2 separate regions of the Pan troglodytes genome follow, and region 1 is linked to region 2. Evidence: chromatin contacts called from public capture Hi-C data. All regions are on one chromosome and are shown on one strand. Each heading gives the region's core, a stretch centred on a gene start, on an enhancer-like site or on the middle of the called end of the contact. The rest is flanking DNA. Distances are from core to core; before and after follow the strand shown. Region 1 holds the start of LOC100615703 (a long non-coding RNA gene). Region 2 overlaps DLGAP1 (DLG associated protein 1).

Region 1 (7,861 bases), core at 3,232-5,731, 69 kb before region 2:
CACCTTGTCCACTAAAGCACCGTGGTTTCCACGAGGGACTCCTTCGTGCACAGCCATCCTCACTCTGCAGGAACTCTTAAGTTTCAGTGAATGAATGAATTTGGAGTGGTCAACAAGGGGTGCACAGTTGCAACTTTTAAAATATTGCAGAAGGAGAGAAATGCCACAAAACAAAATGCACATGGAAAAATCACTACCTTATTTCAAAATATTTACAGCTTCACGTTTAAGGCCACCCAAAGCGTGGCGGTCAGTGGTGAGAAGGCAGAGATCAGAGGCTGTTGGGGGTGGGTCATACACCATGATTCCCGGCCCCCCTCTGGGAGGCACAAGGTATCCCACAGTCTTCTCTCCCAGTTACATCCTCCACGGAAACCACAAGATGACTCGCTCAACTTTTTTTAAAGTAGAAAAAAATATGCTTGTGTGTGTGTAAGGGGAGGAGAGGGGATGTGAATGAAATGGAGGGTAGTGTAATAATTCCTGTAGTCATAAGACACGCCAGTTGGTAGTTGCTAGTATTCCAGACACTTCCTAACGCCAGACAAATGCCCCAAGCCTCGGCATGTCTGGCTTAGAGATCTATTCAACTGATAGCAGCCGCCTCTTCTGGGGAGAACAGATCTTTCAGAAAGCACTGGCTGCGCTGCTAATCAAACGCAACATTGTTCTCAGCAAGGAGGAAGAATGGAAAGGTTTGTTTCAGAGTCACAACTTTATTTTTTTTAAAAGGCACCGAAGTTGTTTTAACAAGTTGCTACAAAACTTGGGCTTCCTGAGTGGAAGCTGTTTTGCACAGTGCATGTACTGTACAAAAATCCAGGCAGGGAGGGATCAGAAAGTTAGTCATTAAAGAAAAAAAAAAAAAGCCCCAGGCACTTAATGCCTGGAAATGATGTCAGACGCAGCCACTCCTCTGTTAGAACTACAACCAAACAATGCGCAGGCAATCCACAGCAGCTGCCCCTGCAAATGTCAGCGCCAGCCCAGTCAAAAGAGCTTGAAACCTACCAAGCCGGAGGACTGTGCTGTGCCTCTCTCGCCCACATTTTCCCCAAGCACTCTCAGGAACCTGGCAACAGGTAACGTGGCAACCTTTGACTTATAAAAGGGCAAGTGGCACAATCTCAGGGAACAAATGGACTTTTTTTTAAAGCCAGCATCTCCCCCACCACTCCCACACCCCCCTCCCTCCCTCCCTCCCAACCAAAAGTCTGTAAAAAACAAAACATTGACGCGGGCAGTCCTACTCTCGAGTGTCCCCTTGTGGCCAAGCCTGGAACATCACATCTGTACATTGCAATCTGTGGATCAGCTACGAGGTAAGTCGCTCTTTGGAAGGGGTGGAGGTCTTTGCTGGACTTGTCTTCCGAAAAGTATGAAGAGTGGAAGTCAAGGCTCAGAATGGCGTCCTTTTTTACCTTATCACCTTAACAAAAACTTCACCTTAGCTGCAGGGTTAAACCTCTGGGTTGGGGCTGGGGATTTTCGTTGTTGTTGTTTTAAAGCAGCAGCCAAGGCCATGTTTTTTAAGGTGGTGAGTTAAACGGAGCAAGAACTGCGGTAGCCTTTTCCACCCAATCTCTTTCTTCACATCCTAGTCACAGCCAAGCGTAGGGTGGATGGCAGTGAGGGTAAACAGCCCAGAAACAGGATTCCTGCAGGGTGGGACTGGCATTTTCCATTTTTATCTGAAGTTGTACTTTGAATGCAGACACCTTTCTCTCAGGCCAGAAGCACTGCTCATTTGTATTGCTGGCTTCCAGTTAGCCTATTTGCAAGGATTACTTAGGATTTCCAGACTGCAGGCCCAGCTACCCAGAGAGTGTGCCTCAAAGCCCCACCTCAAAGCTTTTATCTCTATGTGGCGGGAAACACCCACGAAAATGCCAACGGCAGTATTTGTAACTTGCCTTCTTCCTTTTGGGAACTGCTTTCTGCAGCTCTCTCTGCTTTAGAGGAATAACTACAGCTGGGAGCTGCTCCAGCCACGCAGGAGGAGAGGGCACCCATTGAGAAGAGGGCACCCGTTCTGTCTCCCTCTGGCTATGTTAACTGGAAACTAGGAAAGGGGTTCAGATCAAAGTAACTGCTGTCTTCAGGAAGTTCCATTCATTAACTAAATTAGCGGAAATTAAATGGTGTTTGGAGGAAGGTCATTTCAGAAGGCCCAGGGCCAGAGGCTGAGGTCTAAAACTTCTAATCTGGACTTTTATTGAAGTTTGGCAGTAAGTTAAACAGGAAGTTGAAGGCGACCATATGTAAATCCAGTTGTTGCCTGAAATCAGTCATTTCAAGGGAGTATCTTGAAAGGACACAGACTGGGAAACAGGCATGAGAAAAAAAAAAAAAAGTAAGTAGACGGACATTTGGCTAGTATGTGCCTGGACCGCTTAACACTAAAGATTAGAAACCTAGGGCTCTGAGTAAGAATCATTTGACCAGTAGCTAAAGTGAGTCATGGCCCGCACAGAACTAGGGCACACATGTTGAAGTCAGGATGTTGAGAACATCAGGCTTACTAATTTGCAAGGCAGGAGTGCTGCTTCCAGTAGGGAATGTGATCAGGATTTCACGGCTCATTTTCCCAGCCTTTCCAACAGGTGCAATCAAGTCATCCGTGTACACAAGTGACTGCCCTGGCAGTTACATCTGTTAGGATTAAATTTCCATTTGTTCCATTACTTTATGTGAAGTGATTTCTACTGTTGAGTCAGACAGAACACTTCCTCTTAGACCTAGGGACTTTTTTCAACATTTTTAACAATGTGTGTGTTTTTCAAAATGTGTCCCAACCAGGTCTGCAGGTCTTCCTGGGTTGAATGGACTGTTTACAGAAGGGGAAGATTCAGGCCCAAGGTCAGGGTTACAGAATTATATAAGGTTTCCTGTTTGGGCAGCTGGTCTAGCAACACCTCTGGTTGGGGCAGACTGGGTCTTGTTGAGAGATAGCATGCGCAGGAGGCTAGGGCAGGGAGAGTGCCAGGAGCAGGGAAGAACATTTTTCTTTTCTTTTTTTTTTTTTAAGACCGTGTCTTACTCTGTCACCCAGGCTGGGGTGCAGTGGTGCGATCTCGGCTCACTGCAACCTCCGCCTCCCAGGTTCAAATGATTCTCCTGCCTCAGCCTCTTGTGTAGCTGGGATTACAGCCGCCCGCCACCATGCTCAGCTTATTTTTATATTTTTAATAGAGACGGGGTTTCACCATGTGGGCCAGGCTGATCTTGAACTCCTGACCTTAGATTATCTGTCTGCCTCGGCCTCCCAAAGTGCTGGGATTACAGGCTTGAGCCACCAAGCCCGGCCTGACATTTTTCTTTTAAATCTTTCATCAACCAGCTTTCCTTTCTTGTCAGATGTCACTTTTCAGCAACCTGTTGCTATATTCTCTGTTAGGAGAACTTTTTTTTTTTTTTCTGGCCAGACTGAGAGAAAGGAATTAAAGGATGGAAGAATTACAGGATCAGGCACTGCTGTCTGTCTGATCCACGGATGTAACCACAGCACACGCGTGGCTCACGGTACTAGTGAGATAAATGCTTGTTACACGAAGGCATGAACAGGGATGAGAAGAGACTTCCTGGAGAAACAAAAGGACTAACAATCAGGAAGGGGAGGTGATCGGGGCAGGAGTAAAGTGGACACCTCAGCAAAGCCATTCGCTGTGATCTCTGATTGTGCAGTGTCATGTCCTGTCACCAGAGGCCCCTCGTGTTTGATGTTGGCCAATGCCGCCAACATGATCTAGCAGGCCAAATCCTAATCTACCATTCTCTGACACCAGCTGGTCCCCTGGGTCGTCCACCTGATGTCCCCCATTCTCCCCACTTGGCCTCCCCCACAGGCTCTCGGCAAAGGACCGTGGGAGGCACCTGTGACACTGCCCTTTTCCTGTGCAGCTGTTTTTCTTCTTCATTCTTTTCACTCCTCGTTATTCTTTTTTTTTTCACTCTCAGCCCACACAAAACTAGGAACTTTGTTATTCTACTTATTTTTCTGTACTCTGTCTGTTTGCACACAGATGGATATCTGAGAACCAGCGAACTTTCTTTACCTCCTAGTATCATTTCATGAAAATTAGTAGCACCTGCACAATGGGGCCTTGGAGACAGGAATAAAAGGAAAAATCTGGAATGGAATCACATGACGCAACAGGCTATGAAGACTCCCTGCCCGGCTGCTATATGTCTGGTAAACAGAATAAATAGCACTTGAGCATCCCTGACTCTGAGACTGTGGAGTAGCTGGTTGTTTTTAGATGGGACCAGGGTATCGTGCACTTATTGCCAATTCTTCTTGCTTCAGTAAGTGGGGTGGCTGTGCAGAGTGAGTGGCCTGTGTATGAACCAGGGTCCGTCCCATCTAATGAGAGTCCGGTCAGGCTGAGTCCTCACCAAGACTTCAGCGTGGATTCATCAGTAACCTTGGTTCACCGGCAGGCTCGCTGGACTTTGGAGAAAAGGCTGACCCTCCCCCAAAGCAGCCCATTGCTGCCACTGCCCTAGGAACAGAGGGCCTGGAGCCAGGGCTTGACCTGGTACAGGAGCTTTTGCACAAGGCCGGCTCAAACCTCCAAACCTGGGAAAACAGGATGCATGGTGAAGTGAAGAAGAAAGAAAATGCATCCACTGTTCCTTCCTGTTGGTGTCAGCACGATGAGGAATAATTACCTGGATCTGGAAAGCAGGCGTGTGGGAGGCTGCAGGCCCCCCTGGTCTGTGTAGTTAGGCACTTAATTTTTCACCCTCCTCCTTTTCTCTGCCCTCCCGAAACCCCCGTTTTCAAAGGAAAAACAGAAAAACGTATCTGGGTAACCCGTGTAATACTGTTTACATCAGTCCACTTGGCCCAGAAAGGATACCAGCTCCTTACTGATGCTCAGATAACAGGGTTAGTGCTTAAACAAATTATGCCTTGGGCCGGGTGCAGTGGCTCACGCCTATAATCCCAGCACTTTGGGAGACTGAGGTGGGTGGATCACAAGGTCAAGAGATCAAGACCATCCTGGCCAACCAACATAGTGAACCTGTCTCTACTAAAAATACAAAAATTAGCTGGGCGTAGTGGCGCATGCCTGTAGTCCCAGCTGCTCGGGAGGCTGAGGCAGGAGAGTCGTTTGGGCCTGGCAGGCGGAGGTTGCAGTGAGCTGAGATTGCGCCACACTGCACTCCAGCCCAGGCGGTGGAGTGAGTCTCCATCTCAAAAAAAAAAAAAGAATTCTGTCTCAGTCATTATCCAACTTTGTCACTGATAGAGAAGGACATAGATCCAGAGAAGAACTTGTCCAAGTGACCCCAGGGCTCTTTCCCCCTCCATTACTTTTTTTTTTTTTTTGAGCCGGAGTCTGACTCTGTCACCCAGGCTGGAGTGCAGTGTCACAATCTTGGCTCATTGCATCCTCTGCCTCCTGGGTTCAAGCTATTCTCCTGACTCAGCCTCCCTAGTAGCTGGGATTACAGGTGCGTGCCACCCCGCCCAGCTAATTTTTGTATTTTTAGTAGAGATGAGGTTTTAACTTGTTAGCCAGGCTGGTCTTGAACTCCTGACGTCAAGCGATCTGCCTGCCTTGGCCTCCCAAAGTGCTGGGATTGAGGGCGTGAGGCACCGCGCCCGGTCCCCTCCATTACTCCTTAAGTGTCCCTTAAAGACTGTATTTATTTATTTGAAACAGAGTCTTGCTCTGTCACCCAGGCTGCTGTGCAGTGGCATGATCTTGGCTCACTGCAACCTTCTGCCTCAGCCTGAGTACCTGAGACTACAGGCGGGCGCCACCACACCCGGCTAATGTTTGTCTTTTTGGTAGAGATGGGGGTTTCACCATGTTGGCCAGGCTGGTCTTGAACTCCTGATCTCAAGTGATCTGCCCACTTCAGCCTCCCAAAGTGCTGGGATTACAGGTGTGAGCCACTGCGCCCAGCAAAGACTGTGTTTAAAATACTACTTTTCTGTTAGGTACTTGTCATTTGCCAAAATTAAATAAAAACAATCTAGGAACCTAGGAACCTGTGAAGTCAGTACTAAAATCTATACCAATTTACTCTACAAACCCCCATCCTCCTCCTCGTTGGTTGAGTGTTTAATAAAGCCAGGTGCTTTACCTATAGTCTCATTAAATTAAAAACAATCCTGCATAGGAAGTCAGGATCTCAATTTTGCAGATGAAAAGGAGGCTTATCTGGGCATGCCCAGCAAGGTCTGGGGAACGCCCCTTAATGGAGTACTTGAATTTGTCTGCAGGGAGAGGTGGCATCACCGCACTGTAAATAGTTTCCAAGGTCAAGTTTGGCTGGTGGCTTTTAGAATTGTGGCAGAAGGATGCCATCCTACTCCCACCTTCAGAGGCATCTCAGGTTCTGGAGCTCTGTGCTAACTAAGCCCACCTGTGGAGGGTGGCAATGGAGTGGTGAGAGGCGTGCGAGGTTTCACGTCTTTAAGGGAAAGACAGCTCCAAGGACAGAGAGTTTTTTGTTGTTTGTTTTGTTTTTTGAGACAGTCTCACTCTGTTGTCAGGCTAGAGTGTAGTGGCGCGATCTCGGCTCACTGCAACCTCCACCTCCCGGGTTCAAGCGATTCCCCTGCCTCAGCCTCCCGAGTAGCTGGGACTACAGGAGGCGCCACCACGCCCGGCTAATTTTGGTATTTTTAGTAGAGATGTAGTTTCACCATGTGGGCCAGGATGGTCTCGATCTCTTGACCTTGTGATCCGCCCACCTTGGCCTCCCAAAATGTTGGGATTACAGGCGTGAGCCACCACTCCCAGCCAATTTTTTTTTTTTTTTTTAAAGAGACAGGGTCTCGCTCTGTTGCCCGGTTTGGAGTGCAGTGGTGTGATCATGGCTCACTACATCCTCTAACTCCTGGGCTCAAGCGATCCTCCCACTTTAGCCTCCGGAAGAGCTGGAACCACAAGCGCACACCACCACATCCAGCTAATTTTTAAAAAACTGTTTGTAAAGACAGGGTCTCACTATGTTGCCCAGGGTCAAGGTCAGATTTGTTAATCCTTCTGACATTGTCTCCTGTTGGAGTTCTGGGTGTTCATTAGTTCATCACCATGCATGTGATTCACACACTGTACTCAGAAACACTCTTTTTTTTTGTTTTTGTTTTTTTATGAGATGGAGTTTCTCTCTTGTCGCCCAGGCTGGAGTGCAATGGCATGCACGATCTCGGCTCACTGCAACCTCCACCTCCCCGGTTCAAGCAATTCTCCTGCCTCAGCCTCCCGAGTAGCTAGGATTACAGGTGTGCGCCACCACTCCCAGCTTATTTTTGTATTAGTAGAGACAGGGTTTCACCATGTTGGCCAGGCTGGTCTTGAACCCCGGACCTCAGGTGATCCACCTGCCTCGGCCTCCCAAAGTGCTGGGATTACAGGCATGAGCCACCGTGCCTGACCAGAAACATTCTTTTTATTCGTTTTTATTATAATTGTAGTAAGGGCCCTGGTAGGGGATTTGTACTGTTTCTTTCCACAGTGTGGAATGATGTCTATATACATTACAGAATGGAGATATACATATATATATAGATATATAGATAGATATGTAGATATATAGATATATAGATATATATATTTTTTGAGACAGAGTCTCACCCTGTGGCTCAGGCTAGAGTGCAGTGATGTGATCTCAGCTCACTGCAACCTCCACTTCCCGGGCTAAAGCAATTCTCCCACCTCAGCCACCCAAGTATCTGGGATTACAGGCACCTGCCACCATGCCGGCTATCTTTTGTATTTTTAGTAGAGATGGGGTTTCACCATGTTGATCAGGCTGGTCTCGAACTCCTGACCTCAAGCAATCCACCCGCCTCAGCCTCCCAAAGTGCTGGGTTTACAGGTGTGAGCCACTGCGCCCG
Region 2 (7,076 bases), core at 3,200-5,699:
AGTTTCACTTTGTTGCCCAGGCTGGAGTGCAGTGGCACGGCCTTGGCTCACTGCAACCTCCGCCTCCTGGGTTCAAGCAATTCTCATGCCTCAGCCTCCCACGTAGCTGGGATTACAGGCGCCTGCCACCATGCCTGGATGATTTTTTTTTTTGTATTTTAGCAGAGATGGGGTTTCACCATGTTGCTCAGGCTGGTCTCGAACTCCTGAGCTCAGGCAATCCACTCATCTTGGCCTCCCGAAGTGCTAGGATTACAGGAGTTAGCCACTGCTCCCGGCCAGCTGTAAGGTCTTGAGAAGACTGCTGGTGAAGGCTGGGAGGACTGAAAATTGTCACTGGAGCCTGGAGAAAAGGTAACTCTATTAATGTAGTGGCAGAGAATTTGCTAACATTATCACTTGTAGTAATGTGGAAAATAGAAAATATACCCAAGGAACCCACCATGGATTTTAGTAAGAAAAGTTCTAGGCAGAATGCTTAAAGTGCCATTTAAAAATTAAAAAAAAAATTTTTTTTAAAGCTACACACAATAAAAGGTGCAGGTAGAGAAAGACGAGTCAAAAAAGAACTGTTCAGTTTTCAAACAAAATTTGGAGACAATAAAGAGCTAGAATGTGTTGAGTAAAAACAAAACAAAACAAAACAAAAATTGTTTTAACACTCCTAGGGGGTGGCTGTAAAATACTTTTTTATGACTGTAGAAATATTTAAGGATGTACCTCATAGAGTTTCCAAAATAGACAAAAAGGCTTTTAAGAATCCTAAGGGTATTGTCCCACAGCACCCAAATCTGAGCCCAGACCAAAAAGGGACTATCTTGAAGAGAATTGTAGATACGTGTTTCATTTAACAGAAAGAAACCCAGTAGGATTCAAAGGATGCCCACAAAGATTATGAGAGAAGTGTATTAGTGGACACATAATCAGCTTGGACAAAGCAGGCAGAGGTAAAGTGCAAAGAGTCCTTAGAACCCCCAGACTTTTATGGGTGAGACATAAGCTGAGAAGATTATTCAGCTGAAAGTGCTATTTCTTATGGAAAGGGGACAACTCAGAAGGTGCAACAAGAGTCTGGAGGGTGGATCCAAGAGCTGCAGAGAATCATTCCAGAGAGCAGGACTCGGCCCTCCAGCCAAGGAACTGGCAGCATGTGGATTTCAGACTTGCTATGGTAATGCCTGGGGTATAGCTGTTTATCCACTCTGAGTGGGAGTATCCCAAGCACTTATCCCATCCCTGTATTATCAGTATACGTTGGACATATATGAGGCAAATATCTTTTTCATATTGAGAGGTCTTCATATCGAGAGAAATTGTATAAGACAACAGCATCAAATGGGCCCCATCAGCAACTGAACCTTATTTAGATGGTAAGAACCTGAATCTCGGCTGGGTGCCGTGGCTCACGCCTGTAATCCCTGCACTTTGGGAGGCCAAGATGGGTGGATATTCTGATGTCAGGAGTTCGAGACCAGCCTGACCAACATGGTGAAACCCCGTCTCTGCTAAAAATACAAAATTAGCCGGGTGTGGTGGTGCATGCCTGTAATCCCAGCTACTTGGGAGGCTGAGGAAGGAGAAATGCTTGAATCTGGGAGGTGGAGGTTGTAGTGAGCCGAGATCATGCCATTGTACTCCAGCCTGGGCAAGGAGAGTGAGACTCCCCCTAAAAAAAAAAAAAAAGAACCTGAATCTCAAACTTGAGCTTGAGATGAGGTTTTTGAAGTCTTTAGAAGGGGTGAGTATATTTTGCCTTACAGAAGATGTGAATAATTTGTGTCCAGAGGCTGAAGCATGGATGACTAACGATGACCACAGATTATTTGAAACTCTTCCTATTGAGAAGTGGCATCTTCGTTATTCCCTTTGGTCTGAGTGGGCTTGTGGACTGCTTTGGCCGTCACCAAGAATATGATGGAAATGATGCTCTGCCAGTATCTGGGCTCAGACATTAAGACCTTAAGATTTCCTATCTCTTGGATAGGAACTGTCTCTGGAAGCCCTGAACTGACATGTAAGGAGTCTTAAAGCTGCAAGGCTGGAGGTGCCAATTACAGGTGCTCTAGTCAACAGTTACCATATTGCTACTGATCAGGAGCCCACACTCCCAGCCATTGAAATGAAGGTGCCAGGCATGTGAATAATGCTGTCTTGGACTCTCAAGACCAGCCCAACTGTGATGGTTAGTTTGTGTGTCAACTTGACTGGGCCATGAGGTGCCCAGAGATTTGAACAAACATTATTTCGAGTGTGTGTGAAGGTGTTTCTGGATGAGATTAACATTTGGATCAGTTCATTGAGTACAGCAGACTTCCCTTCCTAAAGTGGGTGGGTCTTGTCCAATGAGTTGAAGTCCTGAATAGAACAAAAAGACAAAGTAAGAGAGAATTCTCTGTCTCTGCTGGGACATCAGTCTTCTCTTCCCTTTGGACTTCGACTTGAACTGGAACGTACACAATTGTTCTCCATGTTCTCAGGTCTTTGGACCCAGATTGGAACTATACCATTGGCTCTCCTGGGTTTCAAGCTTGCTTGCTGACTGCAGATCTTGGGACTTCTCAGCCTCCATAATTATGGGTCAGTACACACACACACACACACACACACACACACACACACACACACACGGATATACTACTTCTCTGGAGAACTCTGACCAATACACCAACTTCTAGCTGAATGTGGAACAGAAGAATTGCCCAGCTGAACCCTGCCTAAATTCCTGATTCAAAATCATAAGGTATAATACAATGATTGTTTTTCAGCTGCTCCACATTGGGGTAATAAGGTATGTAGCAACAGATGACAGACATAGTCAGCTGTGCATACATTTTCTGACTACACATGTGCCCTGTCCCTTAGCTCTTGGTACTCCAGCCACATCACCCTTTCAGTTCTACTAATATTGAATGCAGAATTAGCACGTGCCGTCCCTCACCCTTCTTGATCCTTTGACTCTTAGCTAGTGAGGATTTTCTCAGGGAAGTTCTCCCTGAGCCTCTAGATTAATCCCTTTGTTACAGTAGATTCTCCCACAAGAACAGTCTCTTTCTTTCAGCGCAGTTATCTCTGTGATTATTTGATTGACGCTAGTCTCTACCCCTAGATGGTAAACTCCATGAGAACAAAGGGTAAGACTGCTTTTGATCACCAGTGAATTCCCCGAGTTCAGCACCATGTCTGGACATAGTAAGTGCAGAATAAATATTTGTTAAGAAGGTGAATGAAATATTTGAAGCAGCTGATAAAGACTCCCTTCTCACCATAGCTTTTAATAACCATGTCAATATTCTTTTCTTTGCACCTTGTGAAAATCTGGGTTCTCAGCCATTGTAACTGGGAAAGACAGTGTGACTTAATATGAGGCCACTGGTCCTACTTTGCTATTGTCTGTGAAGGCAGCTAAGCACAACTGAAGTTGCTGGAGTTCCTTTTTGTAACTGCTGGGGAAGAGGAAGCACAAGAGAGCCTCTGGGTGTGTGGGCGCAGGAATGCATAGAGAAAAAAGTAATTAGTGCCTGTTCACATTTATGTCTTTAGTTGGAAATTAGGGAGCTCTCCTAAAAGTCTAAAGAAAATCGTGGATGCTCAAACTGTTTAAAATGTTTCTAAATTTAAGTTTAGAAACAATTTGTTACTAGATCAGGAGCTCTTCCCCCTCCCCCCAACCCCTTCCTCTAAAAATGGAAGAAATAATTGCTGCTTCCTTAGTGCTGTTAGGTAAATTCTGTACCTTCCATAACCATTGCTCTCAGTATTATTTTCTTAATACCTAATCTGAATTCCTGTTTTAAAATGCATTCCCCTACTTAGCTCTACGGATATGGAAAATACATGCTCCGCTGGAAATAGTCTTTCTTAAAATATATCTGCTCTGCTTAAAGATTAGTTATCATTTTTGCCACATATAAAATAAGCCCAGGTCTCTACAAGTGCCCTTGTAATTTCCATTTCATAAATTTAAAAAATATTTTGTTTTACCTCGTTATATTTCTAATAGTGACCTCCAAATGGGTCTGTGTACAATATTTCATTAAATGGGTTTAGTAGGCTTCCAAAGGGAGAAAAGAGGATTTCCATTTCTGCATAATATTCTTGCTCTTTTAAGAAGAAAACACCTCTACAGTGGCAGGGCTAATATGTCGACAGGCATATTCCATATCATTTATGTAAGTTAACACATTCTGAGGCTCTGCCCATTTCCACTTCTCTGATTTGTCCTCCCTCCCTGAGTGCACAATACTGCATTTGTCCCTTTTGAACATGTAACAGATTAAAGAGCTGGGCAGGAGGCAGATGTAGGGGCACCTTTGATCTCTCATCCTTGGAGGTTAAGGGAGGGCAGAAACCTGGCGGCTGCCGAGCTGGAAACAAAACACAGGCCCAGACTGGAATTACCTTAAAGGGAGCCCGGCTCCAACCGCAGAGGCAGCTGGAAGCGCTGAATGGGCACCGGGGGAAGAGAGCCCCGCGGTCAGGCAGAGGACGCAACAGAGTCCTAACAATGTGATCCAGGCTACCCGAGAGTTGGTTAGAATAATCCTTCCTACGCAGAAAGACCCAGGAAACCTTCCAGGAAAGACTAGGCAGCAGCATTGAGAAAAAACGAAAAGTAAATCTTTTGCAAATAATATCACAAAACTTCCAGCTGTGCACAAATACTGAAGGGCAATTTTGATGACAATGCAGGAAGCTTTCAAAGAAAGGATTTTTAAACATATTTTTTCCTTTGCGGAACTCTTTTTAGCAAGGATTTCACCTTTGCCCCAGGATCCTGCCAATGTTCTTAGTCAAAGCCAGACCCGAGTTTCCTAGGATTCTTCGGTGAAACTGCATTGCCCCCTGGCGTTTGCATGCTGTTATTACGCCGCACATATAAAGCCCAGGGAACACCTACCAGTCCGAGGAAGGATGCAGCTCCTGGTTTCATCTACATGGAGAAACCTCTCTTAAAACACAGGATCAGAGAATGCAGTTCTAAATGGCAAATCTAGACTTGGTTTGACAAGACATGGAATGAAACTTTGAAATTAAAACTCCTTCCTTTTCCATCCTTAGCAGAATCTCCTGAGATGTTCAAGTAGCTCTGGAAAGAAACTGATCAGATTCTAATCTGTCAATTTAAAAAGTTTTTTTTTTTTTAATTTTTAAATTTGTTTTAGAGATAGGGTCTTGCTGTGTCATTCAAGCTGCAGTGCAGTGGTGCAATCATAGTTCACTGCAATCTTGAACTCCTAGGCTCAAGGGAGCCTCCTGCCTCAGCCTCCGTAGTAGCTGCAACTGCAGGTGCCCACCACTACACCCTGCTAATTTTCTTATTTTTAAATTTTTTGTTTGTTTGTTTTAGAGATGAGGTCTCACTGTGTTGTCCAGGCTGGTACTCCTGACCTCAAGTGATCCTCCTGCTTTGGCTTCCCAAAGCTCTGGGATTACAGGCCTGAGCCACTGTGCCCGGTTGCTAATCTGTCAATTTTTTTTTTTTTTTTGGAGTCAGGGTCTCACTCTGTTGCCCAGGCTGGAGTGCAGTGGTGCATCTCAGCTCACTGCAACCTCCACCTCCCAGACTCAAGCGATTCTCTTGCCTCAGCCTTCTGAGTAGCTGAGATTACAGACATGCGCCACCACCACCCAGCTAATTTTTGTACTTTTAGTAGAGGCGGGGTTTTACCATGTTGGCCAGGCTGGTCTCAAACTCCTGACCTCGAACGATCCACCTGCCTCGGCCTCACAGTCAACAAATATTGACTGTGCCGCTTACCATCCATGTGAACTTGGAAAACCCTCTTAACCTTTCTTTGTCTCCTCCACTTACAAAATGAGGCTGATAATAGTAGCATATACCATCTAGTACCTAGTAAACACCCTTTAAGTGTTTGTGAATGATGAGAACTATGTGAGTTTTCCACTCCGGTGGACTAGGGAAGATTAAAAAACATTCTGTGATGTTGAAAGGGCTTGGACTTGGTTCCTGGCCAAGTCTATTGAAACCCCAAAACACAAAGAAATGCTCCAGGTACTGCGGTTTCTACCTGGCCTCAGTGCAAACCTAGAATTAAGTACATCTCTGACACTTCCAGGTGGGTGTGACTAGACCTCTGAGAATATGCTGGGGCCTGAGAGGGTCCATTCTTGTCCACACCAGGGCAGAGTTCCACCCCCAAGGCTAGGCCAGAGCCGGAATGACTCCAGGAGTAAGGCCAAGGGTGGTCTTCCTTGGCCCAGGTTCCTCTAGAATATGCCACTGTGGCATAAAAATGATTTTGAGCTGAAGGCATTTGATAATAGGCTTATTTCTAAACTCCCTTATCTGCCACAAAGCAGAACCTCCTCCCAAAACTCAATTGTCATAAATCCCTTCCCACAGATTTTTCTGCAACCAGAGAAAGTTGACTCTAATACCAAAGAGAAGCCCACAGCACACCTAAACAGGCATTGTCACAAAACTATCATCTCCCATCTATCCTCCTAAAGGCCCATGATCTTTCTTAAAAGTAATTTATTTTTCCTTAAGTGCCCTTCTCCTCCTCCCCTTCTCTTGTTAAGATGGCACATAAGCCCCAAATTGTAAGTGCCCCCTTGAGGCATATTTTCCTGAGAACTCCCATACATAATGAACAGAAGCCTGTCTTTTCTTTTGCAACCCCCAAAACACTGAACTTAAGAGGGTAAAGGAACAGTTTTTCCTTCCTTCCTTCCTTCCTTCCTTCCTTCCTTCCTTCCTTCCTTCCTTCCATGTTTTCTAGAGACAGGGTTTCACACTGTTATCCAGGCTGGAGTGCAGTGGTGTGATCATAGCTCACTGCAGCCTCAAAGTCCTGAGCTCAAGTGATCCTCCCCCCACAGCCTCCAAGTAGCTAGGACTACAGGCATATGCCACCACACCCAGCTAATTTTTTTAATTTGCAAATTTTTGTAGAGATGGGGGTCTCACTGTGTTGCCCAGGCTGGGGAAAAGTTTTTCATCTTCCGTACTTTCTTCTGTGCCTTTGGCAAAATACTGGACTCCACTGTGCAAAAAAAATCTCTGCTCAGGCCTTCAAAACGAGCTTCACATCTTGTGCCAAGCTATCCTCAGT

The links. Capture Hi-C pulls out chosen DNA fragments and counts their contacts.
Region 1: a capture Hi-C map of stem cell-derived neural stem cells shows a contact between it and region 2, with 6 times the contacts expected there. The contact joins two enhancer-like sites. A contact is called at or near these places in 3 of 7 Hi-C or Micro-C datasets (induced pluripotent stem cells and stem cell-derived neural progenitor cells) and 1 of 1 other capture datasets (stem cell-derived neural stem cells).

What each region holds. Positions count from the first base shown.
Region 1 is chr17:27,288,236-27,296,096 of NHGRI_mPanTro3-v2.0_pri, reverse strand. All of the region lies in intron 8 of DLGAP1 (DLG associated protein 1), which reads right to left. LOC100615703 (a long non-coding RNA gene) reads left to right here and starts at 568. Exons shown (of 4, transcript XR_008540675.2): 1 at 568-1,322; 2 at 3,426-7,861. Within about 2 kb of position 4,481, at least 6 of the 24 cell types and tissues checked have an H3K27ac peak or open chromatin away from gene starts, as enhancers often do. A contact at or near this core is called in stem cell-derived neural stem cells, where this site is marked.
Region 2 is chr17:27,219,619-27,226,694 of NHGRI_mPanTro3-v2.0_pri, reverse strand. The region is part of intron 8 of DLGAP1 (DLG associated protein 1); the gene reads right to left. Among named protein-coding and RNA genes, the nearest start is that of TGIF1, 210 kb to the left of the region's middle. Within about 2 kb of position 4,449, at least 12 of the 24 cell types and tissues checked have an H3K27ac peak or open chromatin away from gene starts, as enhancers often do. A contact at or near this core is called in stem cell-derived neural stem cells, where this site is marked.